Linked DNA regions of Rattus norvegicus: regions 1 and 3 are each linked to region 2. Evidence: chromatin contacts called from public Hi-C data. All regions are on one chromosome and are shown on one strand. Each heading gives the region's core, a stretch centred on a gene start, on an enhancer-like site or on the middle of the called end of the contact. The rest is flanking DNA. Distances are from core to core; before and after follow the strand shown.

The links. A called contact is a pair of places that touch in the nucleus more often than the background predicts.
Region 1: a contact with region 2 is called in a Hi-C map of frontal cortex, with 2.3 times the contacts expected there. The contact joins the promoter of Marchf10 here to the promoter of Tanc2 in region 2. A contact is called at or near these places in 5 of 12 Hi-C or Micro-C datasets (the Rat2 cell line, Schwann cells, frontal cortex and 2 more) and 1 of 1 datasets of contacts at active chromatin or transcription factors (oligodendrocytes).
Region 3: a contact with region 2 is called in a Hi-C map of Schwann cells, with 8 times the contacts expected there. The contact joins the enhancer-like site here to the promoter of Tanc2 in region 2. A contact is called at or near these places in 3 of 12 Hi-C or Micro-C datasets (Schwann cells, frontal cortex and mammary epithelial cells).

The regions. Positions count from the first base shown.
Region 1 is chr10:90,919,856-90,923,335 of GRCr8, reverse strand. It overlaps Marchf10 (membrane associated ring-CH-type finger 10), which reads left to right and starts at 1,902. Exons shown (of 12, transcript NM_001013973.1): 1 at 1,902-2,057; 2 at 2,832-2,913. LOC108352144 (a long non-coding RNA gene) reads right to left here. Exons shown (of 3, transcript XR_005490476.2): 1 at 1,488-3,480; 2 at 762-848.
Region 2 is chr10:91,051,214-91,054,336 of GRCr8, reverse strand. Tanc2 (tetratricopeptide repeat, ankyrin repeat and coiled-coil containing 2) reads right to left here and starts at 1,270. Exons shown (of 26, transcript NM_001191653.1): 1 at 1,015-1,270.
Region 3 is chr10:90,879,974-90,883,452 of GRCr8, reverse strand. All of the region lies in intron 4 of Marchf10 (membrane associated ring-CH-type finger 10), which reads left to right. Among named protein-coding and RNA genes, the nearest start is that of Marchf10, 40 kb to the left of the region's middle. Within about 2 kb of position 1,917, at least 2 of the 93 cell types and tissues checked have an H3K27ac peak or open chromatin away from gene starts, as enhancers often do. A contact at or near this core is called in Schwann cells, where this site is marked.

The DNA.
Region 1 (3,480 bases), core at 653-3,152, 130 kb after region 2:
GTCCGTTTTGAAGCTGATCCGGTGCCTCCCTTAATGGTTTATTTCTTCTCTGAGATCGGATCAGCACATTTTGCTTGAAGATCCCTGTGCAACAACCATCTCAAGACGTGCAGGATCTTTTCTTCTTTCCACGTACTCCCTTTACTGTTTTATATAATTTTTTCCCTCTCCCATTTCCTAATCTCCATCTTATATGAAGCAACACGGAGTCTGGGCGTGAACACAGACAAAATCAGAGTGCCTATTCCTAGAGCATCTCTTCCAAGCCAGCCGCCATCACTGCTTTTCTTTTCCCAACTGCATCCCTTCTCGTTCCCACGGCAACCGGCAGGGCCGCCCACGTGTGGACTCAGGACCCCCGGGGCCGCAGCCCCGCCCCACCCCCACGATCCACGTTCCCTCGCGACTAGCGGCACAAGCTCCGCGCGAGGAGGGAGGCCCGGTTGCCAAGGAAACGGGAGGACGCCAGGCAGCCGCCCCCACCGTCTCCACCCCGAAAAAGGCCGGAGGCCGCGGCGGACAGCTGCCTCCAGGGAGGAGAAGGAAGAGGGGCCGCTAGAGGGAGGAAGACGTGAGGCGTAGGGGAGGAAGAGGAGCCCAGGACCGGCCCCACGCACGATTGATGGGCGGCTCTTCTGCTGTGGGCCTACCCACCCGCTCCGCCACGCAGTCCCTTTAGCCCCTAGTGAGGGGCGAAAGTGCTGATCCCCAAGGTAACCGGCCCCCGCTCTAGCCTTCCCAGAACTGAGGATCAACTTTACCTTTTAAACTTAAGATTCTGAAGGGAAATCAGACCTCTTAGCGCCCCTCTCTTCTTCAGGCTGACCCCAGCTCCAGTTCGTTTCTACCTAAAAGGAACAGATTTAACTGGAGTCTAGACGGTTTTGCACACTGGTAGTTCCCCCAGCCACCCACCCCGCACAGCTACATTGGTCTAACAAGTCCAAGAAACAGCTTTTAAGTGTGAAAACGATGGTATTATTAATGGTAGAACCCAATCGCTTGTCAAACTTGTGATGTTCTTTTCATTTTTCCAATTACACAGTCTCTGCTCTGGGCTTAATAGTCCGTATGTGTTAGCTAGGTCTATCAAACACCCCTCCACCCCAACCTTTATTTCCTACGTTAAATTGGAACAGTCCCCCCCGCCCCCGCCCCACTGCCTCAAGCCCTCAGCCTCTGAAATATAGAACGGGCCTAAGTCACCAAACTTATATTCAACCCAAGTTTAAAAAAAAAAAAAACTAAGATTTTTTTTCCAAACTAAAATTGAAAAAAAAAAAAAAAGAAAACAAAACAAAAACCTGTAATTCTTGTCATTACAAATTAATTCGTTGTGGAAAAGTTTGGATTAAAGTCTTCTGAAATCCTCTCCCAAGCACCCAATCGTGGAAATGGAGGAATTTATAAACCTGATTGTCAGGTAGTAACAGAGCTATTTACAACTTGCTTCAGACGAAGCTTCAGCATAACGAGGTTAAATTTACCTTGTGTTTATTTGCCAAACTCAAAGACAGTATAGTTTTAATAATATTTCACAGAGAGAACACAGAGAGAAAATGATAAGACAGCTTATTTTAAAAGCACTTCTTTCCGGTCAGCGTTTTTGTTGTTGTTGTTGTTGATGATGATGACAAATACAGTCACAGAAAAGGAGACTTTTTGTACACAGGAATGTGCATGTGCATTTATATGTACAGACGTGTGGTGCGTTTAGAGACTGGAAAGAAACGTCTCCTGTTGCTCCTGTTCTAAGTCAGGGTGTCTCTGTCTGAATTCCCTAGACAGTTATGCCAGAGAGGAATTCAAATGTCACAGAGTTCTTAGAATATTCCTCATTGAAATTTCACAGACATGTGGAATTTTGGGGCCTGGCGGAGCCACTCCCTCTCCCTGCCTCACGAACCTCCTCATCCCTGGCCCTTACCCTCTCCTTAGCATGGCGTTTCACACGGATTTCTAAAAACAAAAGCTTGGTCCAGTGCTTTGTCACCAGAGGCTTACAACAGAGGTACGCATGATCATGCGTGATTTTCAGAACAAGAAGCAGTTCAAAGGTGAGAACAGAAGAGAGCACGGGTTATGATTTCAGAATCACGCCTTGCCCATGTTTTATTTCCTGCCCCCACACACAGCACTCTAGCGCCTGCCTATATCTGAAAAAAAAAAATCCTTGGCTTCAAATGGCCATCTGGTTGAGTAGGCCCACAAAAAGATAGTCTGGGAATTAAGCATCATTTTCCTCTGGATTTATTCCTATATAGTTATTTCTATTTCTTGTTTATTCTGGTCAGTTTTTCAAACTTGTAGTACAGCCTAAAATTCAAGTTCATCTGGAGACTTTTCCTAACCTGAGACAATCTACTGTCCCCTTGGTGTCTGTCTCTAATTCCAAGGAAACTGTTTAACCTCATAGGGTCTTGACAATAGTTAAATAAGAAAATACTTGTGGCACTGTGGTGTTTCAACTGTTTATTTTTACAGGGAAATGCAGTGTGACAGAGTTTGTGATGGGTGGGGGAGAGTCTCCTGGGCAGTGTTAAAGTTCTTTGTTTTGAAGATGATTGTGAAGTCAGGAAAACTTAGGAAGTCCTTTCAGTGATACTGTTTCCTGACTGGTCAGGCCAGGTTATTCCATGCCTCCTGACTAAGAACCTCCCTTAAATTATACCACCCCGAGGCCACGATAGATTAACCGGTTTAGCTGTGTTAACTTTGTACCCCATCTAACTGGACCATGGGCTGTGCCCTTGGCGGCCATGAATGTAGTTTCCTTATGAATCCTGGTGTTCTCTGCCCGATTGATACTCAGACAGGCTTCTCTTCCACAGGAGCAGCAGGGGGTCCATCTTTCTGTTTTTAACCACATCGTTTTTTTCTGAAAAAAGGGGGAACAGACTTCATTCTATGCAGGTACAAATTTATTTGAAAAGCTAAGTGTGATCTTTGAAAGTATAATCCATGAATGTCTGCCGAAATCCACCCCCGGCAAAACACACACACACACACACACACACACACACACACACACACACACACAAAATCTTTAGTGTGCCTTTACTTACCTCAGAATCCCTGTTACAGTCACGGAAGTCTGACCAACACAGTTGCTGATAAATGTTAGAAATAACAGATGAGGGCAGAGCCGCAGGCCTTTTAAAGTGCAAGATGGGGAACGGCTCACCCCAACCATCCTGAGCCAAAGGAAAGCAAGTCCAAACTGCTCTGAGCACTTAAGAGAACATAGCAAAGTGTGGTGTGTGGGGTGGTGGAAGGGTTCCATAGAGTCGGCTCAGGTTGGTTCTTACAGGACAAAGGTTGGTGTGTCAACTTGGTCCTTATCACGGGGAGAATATTAGCTAGTTTTAAGAGGGGAGTCACATGACCCTATTTAGAAGTTTTACAAACTATAGAACTATCTATTATAGTTCCAGACCCTAACTCGCAAAGACCCACTGTGTATCTTAAGTAAAATTCATC
Region 2 (3,123 bases), core at 21-2,520:
CCTTCCAAATGCCTGAAAATTTATCCCTTTTGTTCACCATATTGTTTTGTTTTCCTTGTTCCACTTATTTTCACCTGTGTAAAAGCCAAGGCACGGACACAGATGAAAAATCATTCCCTTTGCCTAAGGATCCTGAGCACACAATTGTGGTCAGGATGCTTGGCTTGGTTGTCTTTTTTTGTTTGTGGGGTTTTTTGTTTTCCTGGAGAGAAGCAGAGAGAGAAGGAAAGACATCCAATCTTTTCCTAATGCTAATGATCATTGTTTATGTTTTCTGGGAAACATTTTAAACATTCCACACCTGGAACCGAGAGACAGGCTACAATTGCATGGGTGCTCTACCTGCTGATGACAAAACCTGAAATGATTTTTGCCCAATTTTTTTCTTTCCCATCTCACAACCAGACAATCTGCTTTTTTTTTTTTTTTTTTTTTGCTTTCACGTGGGTACTTTCCCTATGTCAAAAATCGCAGCTCCTCTCGATCTCCTACGACAGAATATGTAGCAAAGAGCCCTATTAGTCTTTTATTATAGTACACCTCCTTCCCCAAAGGAATTATTCATATCCCTAATAACACTTCTTCCATGCATTTCTATGCCACGGAGGCCAGCCTAGCCTGTGCCTTTACCTGGCACATTTCACAACTACTTTTATGCTGCATTCAGGGACACATTTTGCAACTCGTTCTGCACCACATTCCCTGCCACGTTTAGCAATCTGCCTCGCATCTCATCCCGGTCCCCGTCATCCAAGACTCTCCAGGTACCCAATACCAAGACTAACCTCGGTGACAGCCAAGTGGCAGACCCCAGGAGTCCTCCGAAGCCGCCCTCGATCCCACATTCAGAGGCAGCCTGCCTTCCCCACGCCTTCGACACCGGAGGCACTTCACTGCCCGTTTCCCTGTCTCCCCGCTCGCCCCAGCCCCAACCCCGCAGCTGAGGCGTCGCAAGAGAACGCCCCTGTCACCTCACCCTTACCGACCCTTCTTCCCTGCTCCTCCAGCCCTTACCTGCCGCTCTGAGGGGCGCGGCGCACCTCGGGGTCAAGCCCGCGTGCCAGTGGTCTCCGGTGAGGACCGCACGGCCCGCGGACGCCCCACGGAGGATCCGCGCCTCAGTCGGGCTCGGCGGGGCCTCGCGGCCGGCGAGCGCTGGCAGCCCGCAGCGGTCCTCCTGTCAGCGGAGGCGCGGGGACAGGCTCGCCCCTCAGCACCGCGGCGGCGGCGGGCGCCTCGCTCCGCCTCGCGCGCGGCACAGCCGGGAGGTGAGCGCGAGGGGGATGGGAACGGGGGCGGGGCCGCCCGAGGAGGCGCGCGGGGCGGCGGAGGGAGCGCGGCGCCTGCCGCCTGGGGCCCCGCGCTAGCGGCGCTCGCAGCTGGCCGCGCTGGGCGGGCGGCTGGCGCGAGGCGGCTGTGGCCAGCGGGCCCCGCCGGAGCAGCGCGCGCCCAGCAACCCGCGCCCGGCCGGCCGCTCTCTAGCGCCGCCGCCGCGCCGGGGGCGTCGCACCCTCGGAGGCCGCCCGCAGCCCCGCCCCCTCCGGGCCGGGTTGGGGAGGAGCGCGAGCGCGGAGGGAGAGCGCGTGCGTGGGGGCGCGTGCGTGGTGGAGCGCGCGCGCCCCCGCCCCCTGCCCCTCCACGGCCTGGGGGTGGGGAGGCGTTGCGAGAGAGGATGGTGGTGAACCCCCGCGCTGCGCTGACAGAGGGGGCCCTGGCGTTGCAGGACGTGTAGGCATTTCTGGTTTCCTCAGGGGGCTTGGGCTGGTGGGGTCGAAGGCATTTGGTGAGGAAGAGGAGAGGAAGCTCAAGAGCTGACAAGGCCCTGAAGAGTTTGGCCCCGCCCTCGGGATGATGTCACTCTCGAGGTGGCTGCTGCTGTCACGTGCGCCCACTTCTGGGGGCCTTTCCTCCTCCTTTGATAGCCCGAACGTTCCTCTAGACTGTCCCCCACTTTGGTCACCACAGGCACACGTGTCACTCAAAGTCATCGACGCCAACAAGTGTCAGTTATTCCTCTCCTGCTTCTCAGTGGCAGCGTGTAGACTGCTTTCAGGATGCCACCGTTGCCTTTGGAACAGGGATGGGAGGAAAAACAACAATGGCTTCGGGCGGGGGGGGGGGCGGGGGGAGGGTAGGGTAGGCGTAAGGATAATAGAGAGGAAGAAAGAAAACTGTCACCTAGAACAATTGCTGACAATTCTCTAACCTTAGCTTGCTAGACTCGGTAAAGTTGCCATGCTGCCTCTGTCATTACCAGCTTGAATAAGAACTAATGTGATTTCAAGGCACCCAGCAAAGAATAGAAAGTCATCACATTAAGACCCCATTGGAGGATATTCAGTCATGTTTCTCCCCAAACTCTCCGCCTAGATTTTCTTTAGCTTGCTTCCTTCCCTTCACACCCCGAAAACACCCCTTCAACTTGGCAGGATTCTTGGAGTAAAAAAAAATTTCCCCACGTGCTGCAAGATGATACAAAGCAATCACCGTTGCATATTTTGCTTGGGTGAATTTCCGTTCCATTAACTGAGATGACTTTTTCGTCATCTGCTTCCTAATGAAATGCCATGATTGGAAATAGATTCACAAATTGCATCAATAAAGGGCGTTGTTTCAGTGCAGTTTAGAAGGTGAAGATGTTGGTTGATTGGTTGGTTGGTTAGTTTGATAACAGTTCATCTGAGTCTACCCCAATCCCATAGCACTTTGTTGTATAATTTCTTCGATTTAAAAAAAAAATTGTCTCAATTTCAGTGCAATACCAAAAAAAAAATGAATATGAAGTCATATCGGAAAGCGAGCCATTCCAGTGAAAAATTGAGAACTCTGAGGTAGAACTCAGAAGAATGTTTATGGTTAGCACGGCAAAGTGAAAGGCTGACATATGGACTATTGGTACTAGTTCCAAAAGTTAATTCAGTCTAACTAAAACCTACCTACCCATGGTGATATGAGTAGGGTACTAATAACTTATATTTGAGGTCGGTGAAGGGGTCATCAGAGGGGAATCTTCTGGATTATTAGAATGGTCAACACTGGTTAATGGTCACAACCTGCATACACTCCTTAAAAGGAAACTGTGTCTTTGTTTCGGCTTTAGCCCACAAAGAAACGTTACATTTC
Region 3 (3,479 bases), core at 668-3,167, 170 kb after region 2:
AAACTACGAATCTTCTGATCCTGCCTGTTTGTCATCTCATTTCACATCCAGTAGCACCAGGTCTGGGCTTCTAGTCCCTCGTGCACGGTGGGGGAAGCGCCTTCCCGTCTGACTCCTACCCTGGTGTCCCCACCTTCCAGGAGCTCTGACTTGAAACCTTCAATATGTTGCCAAGTGAAGTTGGGACCAAGGGTGTGTAGCTCAGTGGTAGAGCTACCTGGCCAGAACACGGAGGCCCTGGGTTTAATCCCCAGCCCATGGAGAAAGGAGGGAGAGAAGGGAGGAAGGAGGGAAAGATAAACAAATAAATAAAAAGCTGTTATGTTACTAAGTTGTTCCCCATTGCCTGGCATTGACTTTCCCTAATTAAGCAAATCCGTCTGAGAGCCTTTCTCTGGACTTCAGAAGGTGCCAGAAGACCAACTTGGTGATTTCTTGGAAAAACCTTAAATCCACAATTTATAACACTTCAGAAATAGTTTGCCAATAAATTTGAGTTAACACAGCTTTATTAGGACATGAAGTTCCCAATATTAAAGTACCCTTGCATAGGCAGGGTTTGGTCTTCGACTTTGAGAGTCGGTTTCCTACCCTAGGAGCAAACGGCAGTGGGCTGCTGTCTCCACCGTCACGCGACATTTCAACTTAGGAACATATGGAGCGGAGATGGAAACTGTAAATTTCAAAATTATAACAGGAAAAGACAGTTCTCAAATCCACGTTGCATAAAAACATTATTAGTGTTGATTTGATAATCCCCAGATATTGTTAAATATTTGACATTAGAGCTTTACTATTTGGGAAAAAAGAATGAATTTTCTCAAGACTGGATGAGTCTCAGCTGGCTGGCGTGACTGTATGCATTCTGTGGTCTGGAGACGACACCGGAGTGCGTACAGGAACTGACCCTCCTCCGTGCACGAGCCCTAGGTTGGATGGCATCCGTCCAATAGGCTTTCCGCTTTGGTGTCAAGCTGATAGCGAATGCCCAGGAGTTGGCTGATTTTGAAAGTGGCAGGAAGTGAATGCCTGGGCATGGCACTTGACCCCGTCCACGAGGTACTCGAATGCAGTTATTGTAACTCGTTATCAGTTATTATGAGTCATTATAAGTGATGGCTGCCTTACCTCGCTCGATCATGAGGAACCCCCCAATGTAGGAACTGTTGTTCACAGAGGGAAACCCAAGGAAAAATAATAACTAATGAGCCACACTAAACTTACCACATGTCACATGATCGCTAGCCGTAAAAGCCAGGTCACTGCCCCAGAGCCCCCGATGACAATGGATTTTCATGAGCAGAACCAGCTGAGGGTGGCTAAGGGTGTGACGGGTCATTAACGAAGACTAAAAAATAAATATTAGGTAAAAATTAAGAGGCTGGAGTGACAAGTTTGAGGTTACTCAGTGAGGCAAGAGAGGGAAAGGTCCACTACCACATCCGCGGGCGGGCGTCACAGGCCTTGCTATTGTACCTTCTAGTTCCAGTCAACAACACACCCCTTCTAGGGGCAGTTTCTGGACTTTAAGAATGATGCCCACCTATCAATAAAGGCAACGGCACCAGAAAGAGGAACCAGAGGATATGCTTAGTACCTGGGGCACAGTCCCGAGACAGGTTAATTGGCCAAACTTTGTTTCACCTCTTCAGTACTCTAAAGAATGGAAGTCTAAGGAAGGCTGACAGGCTTAACAGCTACCCAGTAAAGAGCCTTTTACCTACCCTCCCAGGTCCCAACCGCCTGGGGCCAGCAAGGAGTTCCTGCCAGGCTGGAGGAATGGGGAGAGATGTGGGCGGACCTGGAGCCACTGCTGCTTTGCTGCAGGCTGGAAATGACATGCTAAAGTACAAGGCCTGCGTGAGTGAACTCCTCAGCCTACAGGCAGTCTGGGAAGAAATTCTGTCCTAGGCTCCCTGCTGCTCTTCTGGGGATCCAAACCCATTACTCTGGCTCCCATCACCCAGTCATAATGACAGTCTCTAGCATCAGAATTAAAATTTGCCAAACACCCACTTTGCTGCAAATAGAGAACTCATCTCATGTTCAGAAATGACCTCATGATTCATCTTTGACATTTCAGAATCATTTTCAAAGATTTCTATTAAGTCACAGAACTGAAAGAGAGAGAACAGTTGATTCATTATGCCATCTCCTTTCTCTGCCGCTTTATCTGAGGGTGGCCTGTTTTCCGATAATGGATGGAACAACAATAACTATTTGTTTGAAAGCCATATCCAAAACCTAAATTTTAAAATAAGATTTGTCCTCGTGGGAAACAATGGCATGCCCACCTGTAGACGTACAGACTTCTTTCTGCCCAGAAGACTGACAAGTGGGAATTTTTTTTTTTTTTTGGTTCTTTTTTTCGGAGCTGGGGACCAAACCCAGGGCCTTGCGCTTCCTAGGTAAGCGCTCTACCACTGAGCTAAATCCCCAGCCCCAAGTGGGAATTTTTTATAGTCCTGTTTCTCTTACGTTGCACCCAATAACTCAGAGCTATTCAGTGTATTTTCCTGAGTCAGGAGCCACTGAAATGAAAAAAAAAAAAAAAAAAAAAACACCACGAGTGTCAGCAATCATGACAAGCAAGGTCAGTAAGGACCACGACAGCCGGGGATGTAATTTGGCCCGGGACAAACCACAGCTTCAGAGATTTCTCAGGCACTGGACTAATGCACCATGTAGGAGAACCTCCCTAGACCCAAAGGTGGGAAAAAACCTTAGGTTTTGCTTGTGACAGAAGGCATGGTCTCGCTAGTGCCAGGGCCTGAAGCCACACGGCTGCATTCAGATCACCCTTGGAGCCAGGGTCTTGACTGTCATTTACGTCATTCGCATAGTTTCTTTGATGGGGAGAATTCTGGCAAAGGGTAAAACTATTGAATACTTGGATAATTTTTATTTTATCTGCACACCTGGGTTGGGATGCTTTGACACTGTAGGAATTGTGACTTGTCCTCATGTGGATTTATACTGACTTCTTTGTAGAAGACTAACTGGAGGGGACTTCTTAGGAGATCCCTTTGTCTTGGGCAATGATTTGGATTACTGAGATCTGATTGAATCAATCCCCACTACACAATCTAAATTTCTTTTTCATTGTCCAGCATATGGATTAGCATAAGGAACTTTCCTTCACCGTCTGCAAAACAGTTCAAATATCAAACAGCAGACACTTTAAAAGCACTGATTTAAAAGCACCTCCTTTCATATCTAGCCTTGAGCATGAGCTGTTTATTGGTCATCAGATTACGCAATGGTCAGAAACGCATTCATGATGTGCTCCAGCAACTGACTCAGAAATGCAGTGTCTCAAATATGTCCTGCAACACAAGAGTCATTAGCTTCCCTGTTAATGTCGAAGTCGGTGGTCCGGATCCTTCAAAATCTGCCTGGCCACAGAGCAAGCTGAGTGGCAAACACAAGATCCCTTGGAGTGAGGGGATACTGAGGGGCCCACTGATACCCATGTGTCC